Linked DNA regions of Mus musculus: region 1 is linked to region 2. A link is a contact called in public Hi-C data. All regions are on one chromosome and are shown on one strand. The core of a region is the stretch at or near the end of the contact, and the rest is flanking DNA. Distances in the headings are between cores, read along the strand shown. Region 1 overlaps Mbnl1 (muscleblind like splicing factor 1). Region 2 overlaps Med12l (mediator complex subunit 12-like).

Region 1 (5,136 bases), core at 1,930-4,429, 1.3 Mb after region 2:
AGTGTTTTAGATCGCCCCCTGGTGGTCAAAAGATCTAACTCCCAAAGGGGAGACTTGGAAACTTCATTCAGTACAACTCAAAGAACAAATGAATGAGAAAGAATACATTTTACCTCCTCCCACGGATACAGTAAAATTAACAGATACAAAGCAAATACACAGTAACACACATGAGTGTCTTTCTCCATCCACTTTCTACAGCTGCCTTGTACCCAAAAGTGACTCCTCGAAACATTTTGGTTAGAAAGGCTCTCCGGCTAGAATGTTTTGTTTTTTACTTGGAACAATTTTGTTTTATCCAAGAGTTACAAGTATACAGCTGAAAGTTCTTGCCTGATATTCACTAGACTAAATAACTTCAGTACTGCTTACAAATCCAAAAATTTAACTTTCATTTACTATAAATTAAATGATCTGTATACCTGAATCAGATTTAAGTTTTGATTACATTGATTCTTTATTTGTCCATGTGTCTGGTCACATGCATGCACTCATGCCCCAGAGTGTTATGTGGACAGCAAAGGATGGTTTGCAGGAGTAAGTTCTGTCCTCCCACTGTGTGGTTTCAGGACTCCGGCTCAGGATGTCAGTTGGTGCAGTGTCTCCTGGGCTCCTGCAGCAGGTGTAAGCAGCTGTCCTGCCAGCATCCCTTCTCAGGCTCCATGATCACTGTCCACGGCAGTGACTTAATCTTTCTCCTGGTAGTGTGCATGGCACTTTGAAACAATGTTTGATTATTTTATAAAATGCTTCCTATCTGGTTTGACTGGTAGTCCTCAGTTTTAACAATAGGAAATGATACAAATACCGTGATGTGGTGTGTTGGTTTTGAATCACACCAACAGAGTGGTGTGTCCCTGTGTCTCAATCTTTATGCATTTACTTGGTGAGAATGATGGCTGCTGGCTCTCCTCACTATAAAATCCAGACTTTCCCCCTCTCTAATTAATAAGGAAACCAACACAATAGTGGATAGATGTTTCATTATATGCTCTCTGTTCACTGTAAACATATTTTCTTTCTCAAGAACATTCCCCTGGAAATGTGCTAATATTTAAATGCTAAGCACTGCTGAGTTATGCCACTACATTGCTCTAGTTTGCCCTCTCCCTCCATGTACACCCTTGGTCACCAATTTGGATAGTTGGATTACTGTTTTCAGAAAGGACCCGCATGCTCATATTGACTGAATCCCGTGCATTTAATGACCTCATAGGTGTGTCGAGAGTACCAGCGTGGCAATTGCAACAGAGGAGAAAATGACTGTCGGTTTGCTCATCCTGCTGACAGCACAATGATTGATACCAATGACAACACAGTCACTGTCTGCATGGATTACATCAAGGGGAGATGCTCTCGGGAAAAGTGCAAATACTTCCATCCTCCCGCACACCTGCAAGCCAAGATCAAGGCTGCCCAATACCAGGTCAACCAGGCTGCAGCAGCACAGGCTGCAGCTACTGCAGCTGCCATGGTGAGTGGAGACAGCAGTGCCCTCCTGTCAGCAATCAGAAAAGATAGTGAACAATTTCTCTACTGCCAGCTATTCATCTATTAACCTCTTCCTCCCGTTTTGCTGAAGATATGTTTGTTCAGGTATCCCACACAATACATAAAGAAGCTACCATTCACAGACGCAAGGATAACTCCTCAAATGTTGCTCATCCTCTTAGCCTAACCCCTAAGACTGTCTCATTCTGGATGTAGGGTTTCTGAAATTCCTGCTTCATAAGGAACCACTTGTCGCCTTTCTGATTGAACGACACTGCCATTTCCAGTCTCTGATTTCTGTATGCCATCCAGCTGGCCCTTGTTCTCCTTGAGTGTGTTCTTCCCCACATCAAGGCTCTTCTTTACATTTATCTTGCCTTTAATAACATCATCTGAAACTATTTAGGAGAATAGCTTCAACAAAATTGTTTTTAAATTAGCTGCAATGATCCTTTTGAATGATCCGCTGTCGAGATCGTGTGAAGGCCTACTGTGGCAGAAACATGATTATTACAGTGCCAAATATTGACTAAGCCACTATACAGGGAAGAGAAGAGCACTAGCACTCAAGGAGTGTTTAAAAAATGAATAAATAAGTAAGGATCATTTAGGGTAGATGCTAAGTGGTTTATCTTAAGATCAACTTCAATGAGACCTAGTAGATGAGTTTAAGGAGGCCATTTCTTCTTGGCTTAGCTGTTTTAACGCTGTCCTTTTTAATATAAATATATAACTTATTCTTTAAATATTCATACAAAAATCATTGTCATGGCACAGTAAAATGATCATGAGAGAGGTCTTTTCTGTGTTTGTTTATGGATACTTGAGCAAAAATACAGAAGGCAGACTCTCTCCTTTTCTCTTTCTTTCACCACCCCCCCTTTTTTTTCTTTAGAGTATTATTTGAAATTAACTACAAAGAGGAATTATCCTCCAATAACAACTCAATAGTGCCTTTATTGTGCATGCTTAGTCTTGTTATTCGTTGTATATGGCATTCCGATGATTTGTTTTTTTATTTGTTTTTTCTCACCTACCCAAAATGCACTGCTGCCCCCATGATGCACCTCTGCTTGCTGTTTATGTTAATGCGCTTGAACCCCACTGGCCCATTGCCATCATGTGCTCGCTGCCTGCTAATTAAGACTCAGTCGGCTGTCAAATCACTGAAGCGACCCCTCGAGGCAACCTTTGACCTGGTACTATGACCTTTCACCTTTTAGCTTGGCATGTAGCTTTATTGTAGATACAGGTTTTTTTGGTTTTTGTTTTTGGTTTGGTTTGGTTTTGGTTTTGTTTTGTTTTGTTCTGTTCTGTTTTGTTTTTAACTGATTGAAATAGATATAATCCTTTTCCTGTTTAAAGTGGTTAAGTACAATGAAAATCTGAGTGTGGTTTCCTGAAAAAATGAGCAGAAAGACCTAAAATGCATACATAGATGGATAAGGTACAATGAAAGACTGGAATCCCAGCAGCCCACATTCAGTTTAACTATATTGTAAAACGTTCTAATGAAAGACTCGGAGGACGATAAAGTGTGGTGTTCACTCTATATTTATGTACCTGTGTGGTTAGCATGGCTTTAGTGATAGGCTTCTTTTCTTTTTAACATAGAGTGCAGTATTTCAGAAGAGTTTGCATGCTCTGGGACATTTGCATGTGTCAGCAGGCTGGGGAGGGCAGAGCTGGCAGGACCCAGCCAGTCACTGTACAGTTAACTATTAACAGTGCTTCTACTTGGCAGTCCTCACGGGGCTCCCGCGGCAGCTTTCCTTCTTCCCCAAATAGATGGCTTCTCACAGAAAGCCCGAAGCATTATGGGACATAAAAGACCTTCCGCGTTATAACATGTGCTCTCGTTACTCGTGGGCTTTTGTTGTGGACAAAATAATGCTTCCTCTAAAGCTTTTATCTTGCTTAATTTCTTTAATTGGTTTTGTCACCTGGATTGTCCCCCTGGGTAGTTAAGTGTTCTGCTGCTTGCTTGCTCGTGCCCCCTAACTGTTCTAGCCTACAACTGATTTCTCTTTTTTTCTTTTTCTCTTTTTACTGGTATTTGTTTTTATACTACTCACTAAACAGGGAATTCCTCAAGCTGTACTTCCCCCATTGCCAAAGAGGCCTGCTCTTGAAAAAACCAACGGTGCCACCGCAGTCTTTAACACTGGTATTTTCCAATACCAACAGGCTCTAGCCAACATGCAGTTACAGCAGCATACAGCATTTCTCCCACCAGGTAAGGGCTTGGGTTTGCTCTGGAATGCATCTGCTATGATCTCCTCGGGGTGCTACTGTTAAAGCAGGAAACACCTGCAGCGCAGGTCAGCTGTTAGCCATGGGAGGGCGAATGGTAAGCGAGTCAGCTGGGAAGACACATTCGGTTTTCTTATGGCTTTCCTTTAAAAGAGAAAACTTAAGCTTTCTGACACAGACATGCTTTATATATTTCTGGTGTTTATGCTATTTGGAATTGAAATACTCTCTCTTTTTCTCTTTCCTCAACACTGTTGTATGTTTGTCAAGCTGTGTTATGATGCTCTCCTGCTGTAAGACCCCTTTGCCTTCAAGATTCCACAATTTTATGAAATGACTCAATTTTGACATTTTCAACCTTCAGTTTGCAAAGAAGACAGTGAAAATTTATTTATTCTCGAGCTCTTACAATGTGCTCTTCATATTAATTATGCATGGCAAAATTATTCTTGTTCCTATGCTGAAGTTGAAGTAGCCCTAAGTTCCCTTGGTGTTAAATTTACTGCTTAGTCATCCATTGGCATTCCTGTTTAGTGCTGAGTCATGCAGCTGTGATTTCAGTTCCTTTTCAGTTTGGTCACATAGATATACTCCTACGCACAGAGATCTAAGGATAAGATACTAGTAGCTCACTTAGTTGGTTAGAAATTTACTATTTGAATATTCTTAATTTATTTCATACATCTTTTTTACATTATGCTTTGAAATTAATTACCAAGACACACTAATCTCTTTTTCTTTCTTATACAATTTTACTTTGAGAACACTTGAAATATATATATTTGATAAAATAATTTATTAACAAATTAGTAAGTGAATGGCTAGGTATGTGCATCACAAATCTAGCACATTGAGCTATGGTGACAGTATTTAGAGTATCACATTTTTGTGATATTAGAGAATGAGACAGTTTATTTTAGACTTAGAAAATTAATACATCATGCTCATATTAGATGTTACTAGGAAACAAAACTTTTTGTATAGTTCATTTCTGAAAACTGGCCATTTCCACATAGAATCAGGTGCATCATGTACATCAGCTAGCTGAAACATTTCATTAAAATATTCCATGATGAAATGAGAGGTGTGCTCTTGGATACCTTGTTCAGACTGCCTGATAGGGGTACCCAAGGCCTCATGCAGCTCCCTGGCCATCTTGTTGTGTTTGTGGATAGGAATCCTTGAGTGGTTGCTTCCTAGGGTTGCACAGACAAACACAGCACAAATTGCTATGTCTAGTGATTTTTGTCCAGGTTTTTGAGACATTTGTGTATTTATTTACAAATTCTTTGGCTTGAAAATATTGGCGATTTTATCTTTTTAAACTCCCTCTAGAACTAAAGGAAGTCAGCCTTACCATAGATTCAAATATAATCACATGTGTAGTGTCTT
Region 2 (5,165 bases), core at 2,468-4,967:
CAGTTGCTGAACCATTCCTCTACTGTTAAAATTTTGGACTGTTACCAGTTTTAAAGATAGTACTGTTAAAGATATTTTGGTATGTATTCTATACCTCTTCTTCATTGTCTCATAATAGAAAACAGATACAAAAATATTTTCAACTAATTATGTATGTCAATATCAAGGGCACAATACCTCAGCAACTTTAAGGAAAAAAATTACATTTCTTTTTTGATTACGTTCACTGAGATTCACTATTTTTTAAACACCTTGGCTTCTATTCATAATAGACATCCTTAGCAGATCCAACTCGTGTTTCAGGCCTGCTCTCCCCTTCAGTTCCCATCTTTGGAGAAGAGGGTGGTGAGCTGGTTGCTGAGGAGAGGTGAGCTTGGACTTCTCTGGGGTTGTGGTTGATGTTGCATGAAGGGAGGAGTAAGTTACCACACCACCTTCCTGACCTGCCACTCCCTGCCTGCCGACGGGTACAGTGGATTTTAGATCAGTACTTATTTGTTATATTCAGTAGAGGCCAGCAGCCTGTGAGACATTAGGGAGAGTGCCATGGAAGTACCGAGTATGCTTTTCGCTACTGGAGGACTGAGAATCACTGGAAATGGCTGAATGGCCATGTTGTACATGAAAAGTAGCATATGGTGGGTAGACCTTTTTAGTTGAAGAGCTTCAGAAGTTGTACTGATTTGTTAGTTAGGTATGTGAACTTACGTGGCTTAAAAGTGGGTTTGTGTTTTTTTCCTCTCTGTTCTGGAAACTGGAAGTGAAAGATGGGAATTCAGCAATGGTGGTTCCTTCTGCTTGCTGATGGGAGAGCCCATGCCATGCCTCTGTTCCAGTCCCTCACTGTGCACTGGCTGCCTTTAGTATCTGAGCTTTGTGCCACCCTCTCGTGGCGTTCTCACTGTTTGCACTAATGTGCCCACGTTTCCCTTTTTATGAGAGTACCATTCATGTTGTGTTAGATTCCATGGAAATAATCATGGCTACCTCTAGAAAAGCTCTACCTCCAAGTAATGTCACAATCCTGGGGTTTAAGACTATAGCATTTCTATTTTGAGTGATAGAGTTGAAGCCCTAACAGAGATCCAAAGATCGAGAAACGTGGAGCCCATGTTGGAAAGCTTCAGCGTAAGCCACCATGAAAGGCAGTGCTACATCTGTTGCCTTTTGACTGTGACTTTGTCAGTCTCCTTTAGTTGGTAGCATCAGTTGGGACATGGTAGGCAGTGACAATGAATACCCATAGCCAAGTTAATCACTGTATAAAGGTGTTTTTAAGGTCAAAACTGCCTTAGGACAGAAACTGTCACCTCTTCAAGGTATCCTATGGAAGCTTTTCTGTAAAGTGAGTGTGAAAGATTAAGAGAAGCCCAATACCATCAGTTAAGTGTGGTGACAACTTTGTGTGCATTCCTGTGTCATTTGTGGTCTGGGAAGAAAGGGCAACTAGTGGTAGCCTCTGTCCTTTCTGGGGAAATTTGTGTGGTGTCTCAAGCTTGGTCATAAGTGTAGTTCTTGACTTATAATCCTTTAAAGGTTCGTGTGTTTAAATGACTATTAACTCTGTTTGATAGATGTAGAATGAAGCTCCTTCCAACATTCAAGAAAATAATATCCATACTGTGTAACTAAGTCTATTCTTTTCATCTTATGCTGTCTTAATTGGGTGACTTAAAATGCACTCGTTCTTGGGGGAAGATTATGTTGTATTCCATTTTGCCTTTCAAAAAACATACATGATAGCAGCATTAGTTAAGAACTGCTGTGACTTTTGACCAGCAGCCACAGACAAAAGTTTTATACTGGTCTTTCTCGGGGAATTCGTGCTCTGTTATGAGAAATTGAGATCGATAGTTCTAAGAGTGCCCTTAGGATTCAGTAGCCAAATGACACAGCTCCCACCTGTATCATGAGAATATTGGTAGTAAAGGGTCATAGGTCTTTATTATTCATAGTCTAAATTCAAATATCTCTGAAAATTCAAGATTAAACATCCAAAGCTGAGGAGAAGGGACATCCAGCTCTCTCTCTCTATGCATTCTCTGGAAGGGGGCTGTGTGGATGAATGTTTGCAGAAATGCAGTGTGTGTGGAGAAGGGTTCAGCCCTACATGACGTGATGAGAGCTAACATACTAACTTCCATGTTGACACACACTAAACATGAAAGCACCTGTACCAAAAGCTTTGTTAACATCATTGTTCGTCAGAATCAAGCGCCAGAGTGTATACCTATAATGCCCACAATAGTTCATGGCACATAGCAAGACTTGTTAAATAGGATTCTAAGCATTGAAATGGTTGAATTAAAAAGAAAACACGTGCCTTCCTGAATTTTCCACACAGAGGAATGATTGTTGTTCTGTTTTCCCAGACCTGTATGTGGAGAGGGTTGGTGCTGGCAATGGCTTATCATCTTTGTGTGCCATTACACATGGAAGAGTCATCTTGGCAATGCTGTCTAAAGTTAGAGTTTTCTGCTAAATCTGAATTTCAGGCAAGCAGTTAGCAAAAGTGTTACGTCAAATTTTCTGTTGGGTTACTTGGACTAAATTCAGTATTTGTCACGTGAAATATTAAATATTAGTAAAATAAAAAATTCCTTGTTACTTGTCTGAAATTCACATTTAGCTATGCATTCTGTATTTGAATTTCCTATATGACTTAACAGTCCTGGGCAGCTTTTAGTCATACTGAGGACCTCCAAGGAAGAGGGAATCATGTTGCATTCACATTGAGAATGGTCTTATTAAAAACTCGTTAGGGATGTGAAGCAGATTAAGGACAAGCAATGCAGATGTGTTACAGGCACAGCACAGACCTCTCAGCCTAGTGTGGTGAGAAGAGGGGAGGTGGAGAGAGCCCAGTTACCTGAGGGAAGAGCTCAGGCACGGCTGCCTTGGATGCACTAGGCTGGCAGAGAGCCACTGTGGAAGAAGCTGGCAAAAATAAAGAAAACTCCTTACCATGCTCCTCCCTGGCCTAGGTCAGCTCTCACTTTCTATCTCTGGAGATGCTCTCTAGGGTGCTGTGACAGCCTGGTTATTGTGTTCCATACAGGCAGATGGCACAGACTGAGGTTAACAGGAAACAACCAGTTCTTTGTGTATGACTAAGAGATGCTCGTATCAGAGCATCCCAGTTGTTTCTAAGTCGCAAGAAGACAGCTGAGGAGTAGAGAAAGGAAAGAAAGAGAGGCAGTCCGACACCTGCAGTTAGGAAGTGTCCTAGTATCATTGGTGATTCTAATCAAAAACAGCTTTGCTTCTAGCAGACACTGATCAGTCAGTCTCCCCATGCTCCTCAAACATCAGCTGCAGTTCCTTGTGTGGTACTTCCAGGTCCCCTCAGACAGGGCTAGGAGAAAACTCCTTAAAATGTGAGTGTTCTTGTGTATGGCCCAGCTCACCCTGCCATGGCTGTCAGGTGGAGGTCAGATGTTCCACAAACCCATGCTCTATCTCACAGGCTCTGCTCTGCCCTGCCCATGGGGTCTGTTGGCATTGGACAGATCTCCACAGCAGAGAGCTTTCATCTTGTCAGAGAGGTCCTTGGATGAGTGGGCTACCTCTGTAGTGAGCACTTCTTCATGGAAACTCTAAAGATAAATGCCAAGCAAGTACCTGCGGGAAGCACTGTTTGGCCAGCTGTACCGTAGGCAAAACCAGACGTATCCAAACTGAGCATGTGAACGTGCCTTAGCCAGCCCCGAGGTACAGCCTGTGCCTTGTGGAGCACGAGTGGCTGACTCATCCTTCCCCTTGTTGCAATTACAGTTCCCCAGGCAAGGCTTGCAGCAGACCCAGCAACAGCAACAGACAGCCGCCCTGGTGCGACAGCTCCAAAAGCAGCTTTCTAGTAAGTACCTATCTCACACTGAGCCAGGGGAGTCTGGGAGTCAGCGACAAGCCCGGCATAGTAGGCTCTTCAGAAATCACACTGTGTCCTCTGAAACATTTTTAAAGACTTTTTCATTGAAATAGAGCTCCATCACTTTCCTTCCTCGCTTTCTTCTGTCTCCTCTCTCAGCTACTCTCCATTAAACCCCTCCTAGACCTCCACTGTCCACTCCTCCTCTTTTATTTGACTACTTTTGTTACATACATACATGCATACATACATACACATATACATACATACATATACAGATGCATACATTCATTTATTCATACATGCATGCATACACACACATATATCCATGCATGCACACATATGTGCACACATACATATATGCATAATATATGCATACATGCATGCATACATACATACATTTTTTTTTCATGTTTGGCTTGGTCTGAGGTATTTCACTTTGTCTTAGTTTGATTAGTTTTGGACTTACCTTTTTCTTCCCCTGGAAAAGCCACATTTTTCCCCTTAAATTCAGTATTTTCCTGTTGTTTTATGTGACTTTCCCAAAGCACACCCAACCCCCTTTTGTTGGTTTTATTTTATGGTGCTGAGGATAGAACCCAAGGCTTCCTGTGTTCCAGACATGTGTTCTACTGCTTAACCTCAACTCCATGCCCGGGTCTTGTTTTTATAGAGCTAGAAATGTTTAAGGAGAAACTCATCCCATGACCTTGACTTAGATCACCCCTATACCAGTATCTCAGGATAGAATCGTTTTAGAGATGGAGTGAGTCCCTTGTGTGGTGAAACATAGTGGCCTGGAGTCACAAGACCTGATTTCTTTGCCAAGGTGGCCATTATTGGCTAGGTCACGTTTTCCCACCTATGAAAGTATAGGAGACACGTTTTCCCGTGGCTTTCAGATTCAGTGTTTCTGAGTTACAGGGTGGAGTCTGCTGCATGTTGAAACAGTGATGTGGCATCCATTTGTGGCTGAGGGGTAGCTTTTTGCATGACTGCTTTGCATGTGGGAATCTTGACAGAGAGAATTGCCCCCCACCTCCCTCCACACTCCTTGGTGTCTCTGCCAGTCATATCTTAATTTTTCTTTATTTTATTTTGTTTTTGTTTTTGGTCTTTAACATATAATGTACACTTGTCTGTGTCTTTATGTAACACATCACCATGTTCCATGAATACATACATGAGATTTTTCTTTAATTTCCAAACCTGAAATATGTGTGTATGTTTTCATGTAGCCTCAGTTAATTTTGGTTACGTGAAGTAAGATCAATTTTTTTCCTAGCTGTTTTTTTTA

The links. A called contact is a pair of places that touch in the nucleus more often than the background predicts.
Region 1: a contact with region 2 is called in a Hi-C map of cerebral cortex, with 3 times the contacts expected there. The contact joins two enhancer-like sites. A contact is called at or near these places in 1 of 15 datasets of contacts at CTCF or cohesin (large pre-B cells), 9 of 484 Hi-C or Micro-C datasets (cerebellar granule neurons, cerebellum, cerebral cortex and 6 more) and 2 of 115 datasets of contacts at active chromatin or transcription factors (astrocytes and epiblast stem cells).

Annotation. Positions count from the first base shown.
Region 1 is chr3:60,612,047-60,617,182 of GRCm38.p6, forward strand. Mbnl1 (muscleblind like splicing factor 1) reads left to right here. Exons shown (of 10, transcript NM_020007.4): 5 at 1,217-1,474; 6 at 3,574-3,727. Among named protein-coding and RNA genes, the nearest start is that of Mbnl1, 110 kb to the left of the region's middle. Within about 2 kb of position 3,180, at least 64 of the 459 cell types and tissues checked have an H3K27ac peak or open chromatin away from gene starts, as enhancers often do. A contact at or near this core is called in cerebral cortex, where this site is marked.
Region 2 is chr3:59,309,079-59,314,243 of GRCm38.p6, forward strand. Med12l (mediator complex subunit 12-like) reads left to right here. Exons shown (of 44, transcript NM_177855.3): 43 at 3,775-3,856. Among named protein-coding and RNA genes, the nearest start is that of Igsf10, 33 kb to the right of the region's middle. Within about 2 kb of position 3,718, at least 83 of the 459 cell types and tissues checked have an H3K27ac peak or open chromatin away from gene starts, as enhancers often do. A contact at or near this core is called in cerebral cortex, where this site is marked.